Regions from separate parts of the Mus musculus genome. Here regions 1 and 2 are each linked to region 3. The links are chromatin contacts, called in public Hi-C and promoter capture Hi-C maps. All regions are on one chromosome and are shown on one strand. Each heading gives the region's core, a stretch centred on a gene start, on an enhancer-like site or on the middle of the called end of the contact. The rest is flanking DNA. Distances are from core to core; before and after follow the strand shown.

The links. A called contact is a pair of places that touch in the nucleus more often than the background predicts. Capture Hi-C pulls out chosen DNA fragments and counts their contacts.
Region 1: a promoter capture Hi-C map of liver shows a contact between it and region 3, with 2.2 times the contacts expected there. The contact joins the promoter of Efhd1 here to the promoter of Neu2 in region 3. A contact is called at or near these places in 1 of 39 promoter capture datasets (liver), 2 of 115 datasets of contacts at active chromatin or transcription factors (astrocytes and pancreatic cancer cells) and 2 of 9 other capture datasets (liver and macrophages).
Region 2: a contact with region 3 is called in a Hi-C map of liver, with 2.8 times the contacts expected there. The contact joins the enhancer-like site here to the promoter of Neu2 in region 3. A contact is called at or near these places in 3 of 39 promoter capture datasets (hematopoietic stem and progenitor cells, liver and pre-B cells), 1 of 484 Hi-C or Micro-C datasets (liver), 1 of 115 datasets of contacts at active chromatin or transcription factors (microglia) and 1 of 9 other capture datasets (liver).

What each region holds. Positions count from the first base shown.
Region 1 is chr1:87,263,094-87,266,615 of GRCm38.p6, forward strand. It overlaps Efhd1 (EF hand domain containing 1), which reads left to right and starts at 1,260. Exons shown (of 4, transcript NM_028889.3): 1 at 1,260-1,661. The coding sequence starts at 1,357.
Region 2 is chr1:87,290,945-87,294,744 of GRCm38.p6, forward strand. All of the region lies in intron 2 of Efhd1 (EF hand domain containing 1), which reads left to right. Gm41911 (a long non-coding RNA gene) reads right to left here. Exons shown (of 4, transcript XR_878348.2): 4 at 2,888-3,035. Among named protein-coding and RNA genes, the nearest start is that of Gm41911, 17 kb to the right of the region's middle. Within about 2 kb of position 2,122, at least 43 of the 459 cell types and tissues checked have an H3K27ac peak or open chromatin away from gene starts, as enhancers often do. A contact at or near this core is called in liver, where this site is marked.
Region 3 is chr1:87,572,340-87,576,201 of GRCm38.p6, forward strand. It overlaps Neu2 (neuraminidase 2), which reads left to right and starts at 1,688. Exons shown (of 4, transcript NM_001160163.1): 1 at 1,688-1,787. It also overlaps a transcript of Ngef not described here.

The DNA.
Region 1 (3,522 bases), core at 10-2,509, 310 kb before region 3:
GGGATTGAACTCTTTTATGCCTCTTTTATGCTAAGCCCTCTGAGCTCCCCCCCCCAGCTCCCCCTTCCCCCTAACCCTTCCCCCGTTAATTTCTTGTGTTAATTTCTTGTTTGCTTTGTTCCGAAGCAGCGAAGCAGCGGGTCTTGCTGTGAACCCCAGGCTGGCTTCCTACCCTGGAATTCTCTTGTCTAAGCCTTCTGAGTGCTGGAGTTATAGGCGTGTACCCCAACACCCAGCTATTCGAATTCTAATCGAATTACGTTTTCATGAGAGCACGCAATGGCTCTGATTTTTCCCTGTGGCCCCCTAAGATGTGCAGGCAACCAACTCATGCCTTTCAGCGGTGCACACCACCGGGCTCATCACACACACTCCCCAGTCTGTGGCCCAAAACAAGTGGAGCAAAGCTGGTCCCCAGTGCAGCCACTATTGTGTTTACAGCTGCTTCTCCATGTTTGGCTGAGGGAACCCTCATTTGCACCACATCCTTCCTTAGGGAGAATGACGGCGGCTCTACTTGTTTTTACTTCAATCTCCTGTTTCAAAAGTTGCCTTATTTTCAAGCCTTTTCTAACCCCACTCTCCGCAGTGGTGGCTCTCACATTAAAAAAACAAAACAAACAAAAAAAAAGCCATACAGCCAAGATACTTGCCACATTTGGTCCCTTAACAAGACAACCCCCCCCCTTTTTTTTTCCCGGGAATCAGGAGATTTTTCTCACTTTATTTATGTCTAGTATTTTTAGATTGTTGTGGAAACATTTCAATGGTATATGAAAGGCACCTTCGTACTGCCAGGAGCATCTCCTACTCCAGGGCCTTAGGGCGACGACTGCTCGCTACACACGTGGGTGTGTTACCAGGCACGCTTAATTCTCCCATCTCAGAGGGTCCTAGGCCGCGAGCTCCCTGGTTGGAGCGCTTTGGAAGAGAATGGAACTGCCTGAACGGTTGCCAGACTTAACTCCCCAGTGTTTGCAACCAATTCCCTGGGGATCACCAGTTCCCAAAGGGCGGATTCTGGCGGCAAGAGCAAGAGTTGATTTCAGGGTCCATGTCTGGACTGGGGGACGGATTAGCATCAAGTCTCAGCTTATGAGAGGTTTAGGCAAACGCGACCCCTAGGACGCGCAGACACTCCCTTGTCCCCTGTCCAGTAGATAGTCCTACTGCACCCGCGCCTCCTTAAAGCCGCAGCTCCGCCCCGCCCGCCCCGCCTACCCACGGTTCTTTTCAACCGCCGGGCCCCGAGCGATTCCACCGAGCGTCAGAAAGCCACGAGCCCGCAAAGAGCGCACAACTCTCTGTCCCCGTACCGGATCGCGAACCTCAGTTCCATCACCACAACCCGCCATCATGTCCAGCGAGGAGCTGGCCTGCAAGCTGCAGCGCCGGTTGAGACTTGAGGTGCGGGCAGAGACCGACCAGGGCGACCCCCAGCCTGCACCCTGCGATGCCCCAGCCGGGCACCCGGAGCCTGAACCGCCTGCCCGGGCGCCCACAGCCAGCGCGGACTCCGAACTGAACCTCAAGCTGAGCCGCAGGCTGGACATCCACCAGGGTACAGCGCGGCCGGGCCGCTCTAAGGTCTTCAATCCCTACACCGAGTTCCCGGAGTTCAGCCGCCGCCTCCTGAAGGATCTGGAGAAGATGTTCAAAACGTGAGCGCTCGTCCTGCGCCCCCGAAGAACGGGGGATCCGAGACAGGGCACGGGGTGGCCGCGCAGCGAGTGGGACAGTGAGGAAGGAGGTGCAGGCGTTCAGGAGTGCACTGAGCATCTGGCCAAGTGCAGCCAGATCGTGCGCATCAAGTTCATTGCGCGCCATGGGGAACCTCGTCAGGCTGGGGATCTGACCCCGGCGGAGCTCAGAGGGTCCTACTCAAAAGCCCCCTCCCTGAGTCTCCTACTCCCCAGGGCGGGTCCCGCACCCTCCTCCACCCACAGATCCAGAGATTTGCTCCCGGAGCAACTTCTAGGAAGCGAGCCCGGGGCGCACCTCACCTGCCAGCCTTAATTTTATCCCTCAAGGGAGAAATTAGCTGGATTGTCTTTTATCTTATAAAACAAAGGAAACAGTTGACACACGTCTTCAGTAAGGGATGCGAGAAATGAAGGAAGGCTGAGAACAAGGTTGCTTTAAACTCGAAAGACACATAGGCGTCCCTAGACCAGTGCGGGCGGGCGGGGGGTGAGGGGTGGGGGGAGTGGCTGGCGCAGGAGCCTCCTGGGAGCGTCGCCTAGTCAGTTACTCTTCTAACCGGTGAATGGCAGATGCCTCTGGCTGGGAACTGGTGCCTGCCACTAGTCACTAGGGTGCTGCTGGAGCCTCATCACCCCTCAGAAGAGGAGGTCATGCAAAGACCCAGTAGGTGGCCTGTCACGTGAGAGGTCTCTTTGGCCTCATTTCCCCACTTGAAGAGGGAAAGCAGTAATGACTCTTGCTGCTTTTTCCCCTCCCTCCCCCGTTACTTTTCTTTCTAAGCGAGATGTGGTGACATTCTCGTCTAATCCCAACATTTGGTTTTGGGAAGCAGAGGTAATCTCTGAATCCGAGGCCAGCCATGGCTGCATAGTGACATTGTCTCAAAACAAAACAGAACGAAAAACCGCATGTATTTATTTACGGTGAGTGTGTATGCATGAGGAAGTGTCATGGCACATTCGTGGAGGTCAGAGGACACGTTGTGAGAATCAGTTCTCTCCCTCCACCACGCAGGGGTTGGGATCAAACTCAGGTGATAAGACCTGGTAGCAAGTGCTTTTACCAGCTAAGCTGTCTCACTGACCCCTCCTTTGCCTTTTAAGGCCACGAAGTAGTCTGTACACCGAAAACGCCTCACTAAGCTATTAATATTATTTCCAGAATTCGGCCGGGACCGGAAAAGTGGCCAGGTCATGCTTGGGCGTCTTTAAAGTGCTTGGAATGTGTTTGCCCTCACCAAGGAGGTTCTATTTAAAGGCACTATGGCGATCACTGCTTCCACTACTCCCGAGGTCTGCAGAGCACCTCAATACTTGCTGCCTCTCTGGCAGTTTGTTTTCTCAGTACCCTGCTCCCAGCCACTGTTTTCTCTGGGTGCAGTTTGGGCAGCTAAGGAAGGTAGGGTTGGGAGTAGAGAATGAGACTGGGGTGATGGTGGAAAAGCCAGGGAAGGCACCGTGGTTTGACATATCCTGCCCCCCCCCCGCCCCCGTGGTTTTCTTTGGGTTTTATATTCTGTAGGAATGGCTGCTCTGGCCCGGATGTTCACCTGTGTATCACTCCCTCCACCTTGCTCTGTTGCCTCTTTAGCTTCTTTCAGGTTTTACTGGGAAGCTCCCATTTGGAAGGTTAAGTTTGTTAGTCTGCTGTGTAAGAGGAGTACGATTTATCCCTTCGAGAGGTCTTTGGAGCCAAGTAGTGTTGGCACTGGCGGCATCAAGCTAAGGAGGAGGGCAGAGTGCAACCTGTGGTTCTGGGAGAGCTGACAGCCCAAACTGTGCGGGTGTTTCTACAAAGCTAAGCTGCCCATCTGAAGTC
Region 2 (3,800 bases), core at 872-3,371, 280 kb before region 3:
CCTGGTACCTTGGAGGCCAGAAGAGAGCATCAGATCTGGAACTGGAGTTATAAATGGTAGTGAGCTGCCATATGGGAGCTGAGAATCAAACCTGGGCCCTCTCTAAGAGCAGCAAATGCTGTTAACTGTGGAAGCTGACGGTTTTACAGAGTGCAGGCTGGCTTGGCTTCTAACTCCCTATGTATCTGAGGATGACCTTGAACTCCTCATGCCCGTGCCCCTCCCTCCTAAGGGCTGGGATTGCAGATACGCACCATCACACCTAGCTTTAGCCCCTGGGCATTCTTTTTTTACTTTTTTTTTTTTTTACCTTATTTATTGTATAGGACATATATACATCCATGCATGTGTGGAGGTCAGAGGGTGACTTAGATGTCCTCCTGTGTCAGTCCAGGGCTTGAACTCTGGCTGTCCATCTTGGCAGCAGGCATCTCTACCTTTTGAGCCATCTTGTCAGCCAGGGGTTCTTGACACATCCTTTGCCTCCTTTGTCCTACTGAGAAATTTTATTTCTGCCATTTACAAATGAAGAGCTCTAACACAGTGGTGTGTGGACACCTCTAGCCACAGTTGTGAAGTTAAGAATCCCTTCCCTCGGGACGAGCGAGCATCTCGGGGCCTGTGGGGGAATAAGCTTCTGAGCTCCCCCCCACCCTCTGTCTTTGTTCTCTACCTCTCCTTCCCTCCCAGTCCCCAGAGTCACAGCTCGGACCTTTTCCAACTCGACACCATGCCAGTCTTTGTGGACTATAAATAGGAAAACAAATAAGGTTGTCGGGCAGTAAGGGACTATAATGGGTGAACCGGGAGTGCCTGGTATACTGGATGTACTTGGGTTGAACTGGTCTGTCTGTCTTTCTTTCTGTCTTTCTGTCTTTCTTTCTGTCTTTCTGTCTGTCTTTCTGTCTTTCTTTCTTTCTTTCCTTTCTTTCTTTCTTTCCTTTCTTTCTTTCTTCCTCCCTCCCTCCCTCCCTCCCTTCCTTGTTTCCTTCCTTCCTTCCCTTTTCCTCCTCTTCCTCCTCCTTCTTTAGCTGGCTGGCTGGGGTTGGGAGACCCCTGAGTTATGATGGGGATGCCGTTGGTCATCTGTTGAACTGACAGAGCAAGCTTGTATAGCCTTGGACCTCAGAACAAACATTGCCAGGAGAGAGCAGAGGGGATTCGCTAATGGTTCAGGCACACCAGGACCTTCTATGACTGTGAACACTGTCATCTCCACCTACACCTATTTAAAATTATGTTGTACTTATTTATTTTGCATGGAGGGAAGGGGTACACCTATGAAGGTCAGAGGTTAACTCCCATCACATGGACCCTGGGGGATCAAACTCAGGCTGTCAGGCTTGATGACAAACACTCTGAACCATCCCGTTAGCCAGCCCTCCTCTTTAGAGGTCAGGAAGAGGTCTTGAGGAATGGAGAGCCCCTGGATGCTCAGCTGGAGCAACACTCCCTCTTTTCTGAGTGGGCTCCTGGGGCCCCTCAGAAGTGTTACTGTGGAAGGCAGCTCCTCGTGGGGACTTCTGGTAGATGACGTGCTTTAAGGGTGGCTACATGTTCAGCCTGGTTTCTTTTGCGATAACAGAATGTCCCAGTCCCAGCCTGGATAGTTTAGAAAGGAAAGAAGTTTGTCTTGGCCTGGGAGTTCAAGGGCAAGGCCTCTGCAAAGCTCTGCAGGCTACGTGCTTGTTGAGCTCAGGGTGGAAAGCACAGGGTAAGGGCGGACGTGAGAGCCTCACGATGAGAGAAGAACAGGAGACAACGAAACTCCCTTCATAACACGCAACCCTTGAAAAAACATCCTCCCCCTCAGTGGCCTATTTGCCTTCTTAAAGCAGCCAACCACCACGTTTTTACTAAGGACCAAGCATCATAGGAGCCAGGTACCGAGCGGCAGGCATTCCCTGCATCCCACAGCCCCCATCTGCAATGCTGAAGTCTCTACCGCACCCCACATCTTTCACAAGAGAAGAGAGAACCAAGAGAAATGCAGCAGCCACCAGTGTCCCTACCCTCCTGGCCTCTGTCCTGTTGCTGGGGGCCTGGTTTCTTTTGACCTACTTGCTTTCAACCAATGTGCTAGCTCTCTAAGAACTGCTGCAAACTGAGTCTTTGCCGGCCTCTAGTGAGAGAGTTGGAAGCTGCAGGTGGGAGACCGGAGTATTCCTTTTAATCCAGACAGCTCCAGGGACCTCAGAGAAGCCACAAGACCCTGCACACATCACTCCATCTCTTTGATTAGTCCCTCCCACCCCCAAACTCCCCACTGTCCAAGGCAGAGCGAGGTCTGAGTAAGAAGCAGAAAGCAGGGCATTCCAGCCTTGGGAGCTAAGACCCTGCAGTTGGGATTTGGGAAGCCTGTTAAAGTGGTGCCTGTCTGTCTAACACTCTTCTTTTTTTTTTTTTTTTTTTTTTTCTTTCTTATTTTGGTTTTTCGAGACAGGATTTCTCTGTGTAGTCCTGGCTGTCCTGGAACTCACTCTGTAGACCAGGCTGGCCTCGAACTCAGAAATCCGCCTGCCTCTTCCTCCCAAGTGCTGGGATCAAAGGAGTGCACCACCACTGTCCGGCACATTCTTCCTATGTATGTGCTTTTGGTGCCACCTGAAAACCTGGAGAAACCTCTTCTGGTGGTTTGGTCCATCTGTTTATAAGTGGGGAATGGTGGTGTTTATAGAAACTGCACAATGCTCTTTAGGCCAATAAATTTGTAATTTTTTTTTAAAAACTTTTTTTTAAAAAAAGATTTATTCATTCATTTCATGTATGTGAATACACTGTACTATCTTCAGACACGTCAGAAGAGGGCATCGGGTCCTTATTACAGATGGTTGTGAGCCCCCATGTGGTTGCTGGTAATTGAAGTCAGGACCTCTGGAAGAGCAATCTTCAATGCTGAGCCATCTCTCCGGCCCAAATTTGTAATTTAAAAAAATGTGTCCATTTTGTGTGTATAAAAGTCTTGCCTCCATTTATGTCTGCATACCACATGCATGCCCGGTGCTCACAGAGGCCAGAAGACTGTGATGGATCCCCTAGAAGTAGAGGTAGGGATGGTTGTGAGCCACGGTGTGGATGCTGGGGAGGAATCCGAGTCCCCTGCAAGTGCCCTTAACCACAGATCCATCCCTCCATTGCCCCGTCCCCCCAGCTTGTAGGCTTTTGTGGGGCAAACCCTGACAATCTGTCAATTCTCTGGGACCCACATGGTAGAAGAGAACCAACAGAGTTGTCCTCTGACCTCCATACACACACCATGGCATGCACGTATACAAGGTGAATAATTAATTCATAGGGTGTTTTGTTTTGTTTCACACCATAGCCAACACTGGCCTGAAGCTGTTGGCAATCTTCCTACCTCAGCCTTCTGATGCTGATGTTACCTGTGAGCCACCATGCTAGCTTTATAAAAATTACAGAGAAGGGAACCAAGTAACTGGAAAGTAACCCTGGGAGAGGAGGCTAGGAGAGGGGGGACTGCAATTTAAGAATTTATTCTGCAGAGGCCCTAACACAGCTGCCCTCAAAGACTACTTCGTTTAGGTTACACATTTTGAATGTGGAAGAAGAAGTGTGTTACACAATAAATGTGGGGCTTACTGAGTAACTATTTGGAAGAGAAATAAGGTTAATGATTACCCTACCAATAGAACAGAATACATTTCAGAGATTAAATATTTACGTGGTATTTCTTGTAAAGCTATAAAAATGCTAGACAGAAACAAACCTGACTGTTTATGTAACCTTGATGTTGGGGGACATTTTTCTAAGGCCGTCTCTCTGGTAAGAGGAAAGAAAGA
Region 3 (3,862 bases), core at 438-2,937:
CGGGAACAAGTGCTCACAGTCAACCCATCAGCTATTTCACCAACAGAAGCTCACCATGGGACATTCTTTAAAAGACCTCTCATTAATGTTCAAACTCACTGTGGTATCCCTGGCAGTGGGGCCACAGGGACTGCTGCTACCGTTAGGAAACAGGACAGGCTGGGTGTCTCCCTATCCTGGGGACCATGTCCATGAAAATCTGTGGTTGTTCAAAGAGTGGCCTGAGAGTGTGGTTGAGGAAGATGGCCTATTGTCCATTTTCATTGTCCAGGATGCTGGAGTCTCCAAGGAGACTCTGGCTTCTCCTTTCTGAGACTAAGTAACATCAAATGTGGGCCAAGATGAAGAAAGGGGGAGGGGAAAGGAAAACACAGTGGGGGGACCCAACCAGAGCCTTAATGTCTCTCTGCATTAAGACAGCCATTTCTCTCAAGGCAACAAGACATTGGTCACTAGCTGAGATAGCAGAGTAGCCAAAACTACAGGAATCCCAAGTCCAGCTCCCTGCAGCTGATGGCTTCGTGAATATCCCACATATTGGTCAAGACAGGAAATAAGAACCTTCTATTGCTATATCCAGCTGAGTTTTCTCAACCGAGTCACAACATACTCTGGCTTCTTGGCCACCAAGCACACAAATCTGGAGGGTTCTGAGGGTAGGGTCTTTTGTCCTGAAATGGTCCCTGAGCAGGAGGAGCAACATCAGTGGGGCAGCAACACAGGGGCTGTTACTCCATAGCTGTGAAGTCTCCTCCCTAGAGCACACCTTAACCCTGAGGTTTGAGCCAACAGCACACGGAAATCACAGCACTTCACAGTCTACACATACATTTACAACCAGGGCGAGCACCATGGGGAGTGAGTGCCCTGGTCTTGGAGGGCTCTGCAGTTACTTTAACATGAGGCTTCTGCCTCTCTCTGATTCTTTATCGGTTTTTGGCAAGAGGCCCTGCACGTTCCTGTTGCACAGGGCCCTGTAAGTTATTGACCTGTCCTTTGCAGTACATTGTCTCCCTAGTCTCCACAGCTGGAGGTATAGGAGCTGGAAAGAGGGGTCACCCTGCTTCGTGCTTCACAGATGTTGAAACACGCTGGGCTGGGAGAATCACTAAGCCAAGATGGGCTGGGAGCTCACAGGCATAGCCAGGACCTCATAGGTACTGCTGGAATCTTGCAAGGGTAGCCAAGTTCTCCTTCCCATGGACAGTCTGGCTGCCTTCTCTTTCCTAGTTCTTCTCAATCAATGCTTGCAACACTCTGCACTTCCCCAGCAGTGACCTCTCTTCTACGGTTTCCTTGATCTCATTTCATTAAAAAATAAGATAAAATAAACATATATTTTGCTCACCTGCCAGCCAGAAGTTCCTGGGTGTTAGGCCCCCTCATAAGTGCTTCAGTTTCTTCCTTTCCCATCCACGGTCCTGTCCGGGCACCTCAGTGCAGGTCTGTGTGTCCCCCACATAAGCACACAAGCTCCCTACCTGTCCCTGAGTACTATAGCCTGGAAAAGCCTCCCTGGGAAACATTCCTGACCTTCAGACCTGCCTCCCTATAGCTGGCCCCATTCCTGGGACAGGCACTTCCTGTCTGGGTGTTTACCTTGCTGGGTGCCCTGCACCTAGGCAGGGAGCCAGACACACCTCCCTAGGAGCCAGGCAAAAGGGGAGGTGCCACTGAGGTGCAGGTTGACATGACCCAAACGGCCCCTGGCTGCAAGGTAATATCGGAAGTTGACTAAGAATGGACGCCCCACCACTGACTGACCCGCCCCCTGAGTCTGAGATTGGGTAAGTGTTTATGATCCTCTTGGGTTCTGGTCACTTTTGTGTTAGTATGTGTACACGTGCACACACACGTGGAAGTCAGAGGTGAACACCAGGTCTCTCTCTTATTGTTTTCTGTTTTTCTTATGGAACCCAGGGCTCACTAATTGGCCAGGCTACCTGATCGGCCATCCTCCGAATCTTACCTGCACCCTCCCCTCCTGTCTCAAACTTCCCCTGTGGGGGTTAAAGGAGCACGCCACTGTGCCCCTTTTTTATGTGACAGTTGTGAATCTTCTCAAGTCCCAGTGCACATATGCCAAGCGGTTTGCCAACTAAGCCAGCACTTTTAATCACTGCTTTACATGGCCGTCAGGGCTCAGCTTGACAGCTCCCAGGCAGGGGACACCAGCTGCTCTATTCGAGAGGTCTTAATCAATTGTTACTATTACAGTGAATTATGATTAGTGACGGCTTCCTTCTGCCTGGTGCTTACTGCGTGGCAGGCACTGAACTAAGCAGATTGCATAACCTCTCTGTGTAGCCCTGAGCCCTCACTACAAGTTGAGAATCAGGTGCATTTTAAAGATACATATGTTCATAGATCATCTTGCCCAAGGCCACATAGATAGTAAGCTGCTCCAAGATTGAAACCCATCCTAGCTGGTACCAAAACCTTGCCTCTTAACCCATTGCTTTCATTTCTCAATGCTAATAGCTACACTGCCCATATTTATGTAAGCCTCCGATGAGCTATTGTTTTTTGTGACCTACCGCTGGTAATAAATTAACCCAACCGGTACTGCCAAGAAGCAGGGCATACTTATACTCTAGGTTTCTGTGAGTCAGGAATCTGGGCAGGGCTTGGCCGCGTTCTTTGTTCAGGGGCTCTCACTGGCTGGAGGCAAGGTGGCTGAGGGCCAGAACGCCTCTTTACAAGGCTGTGTGGAGAAGGCACACAGGCCTCCTGGGTTGTTGGCAGGCCTGCACGCCTCCTTGGGGATTGCTGGACTGAGGGCCTTGTTTCCTGCTGGTCATGGCTGGGCAGCTTGCTCTGTTTTGTTTGTTTGCCTCTCTGCCATGACACCTTGCTTCATTGAGGCTGCAGAAGATTCCAGAGATCTCTCTCTTCAAGGACATGGCTGTGTGATGCGCTCCACGTGAGCACGCTCAGCTATGGAAGTCAGATGTCTTCCTTGAAGAATCTCCACTTTATTTATTGAGGCAGGGTCAGTCATTAGACCTGGAACTAGTCAAATCCAGCTAGTCTAGCTAGCTAGCTTACTGTGAGGATCACCGCCTCTGCCCGCTGAGTGCTGGGAACAGCCAGGCCCACCTAGCTTTTGTGTTCTGGGGACCTGGATCCTGACCTCTCGTTTGCATGCCACGCTCTTTCTCAGCTGAGCCATCTCCCAGAACCACAGACTTTTGTGATGTGCTCGTGGAAGTGACATTAAGTGGCATCCCATCACTCTGCCATGCTCTGCTTGTCAGAGAGCCGCCATTAGGTACAGCCCATATGTCACAGTAGGACATGGATGCAGGAAGTAGGCACCATTGAATCTCAGATGTCTGCCTAGTATGACATCCGATTGCCACAAATGTTGGTTCTGGTTTTTGCCACTGAATGCCAGAGGGAAGTAATCTCTCATCCACTCATCCCTGCTTTTTTTTTTAACAATAAAGCATATATATTCTAACTAAATTACAGATCAATATTACTCAGCAGCTAGATTAATACAGTCATACAGTCACTCAAACACTTGCACAGTCCCAAACTCTCCCTCTCCCTATCTTGATTATACATATATATGCATATATAATATTATATATTATAATTATATATATAATCGAAAGAGAGATATGCGCACATAGATATAGACTAGACATAAGTAGATACAGATGTATCAGCAAAATTTACTTACTTAGAATGGCCATAGGGCTTCACTTAAGAGTGTTACACTTTCACTATCAAGTGCATCTTTATTCACTAATTCATCAATACACACTCACATGAAAAAACAAACAAAAAATTAATAACTCTGACCGACCCAATCCACTCTTGGGCATATGCTCCCAAACCCCAGATCCTACTTCAC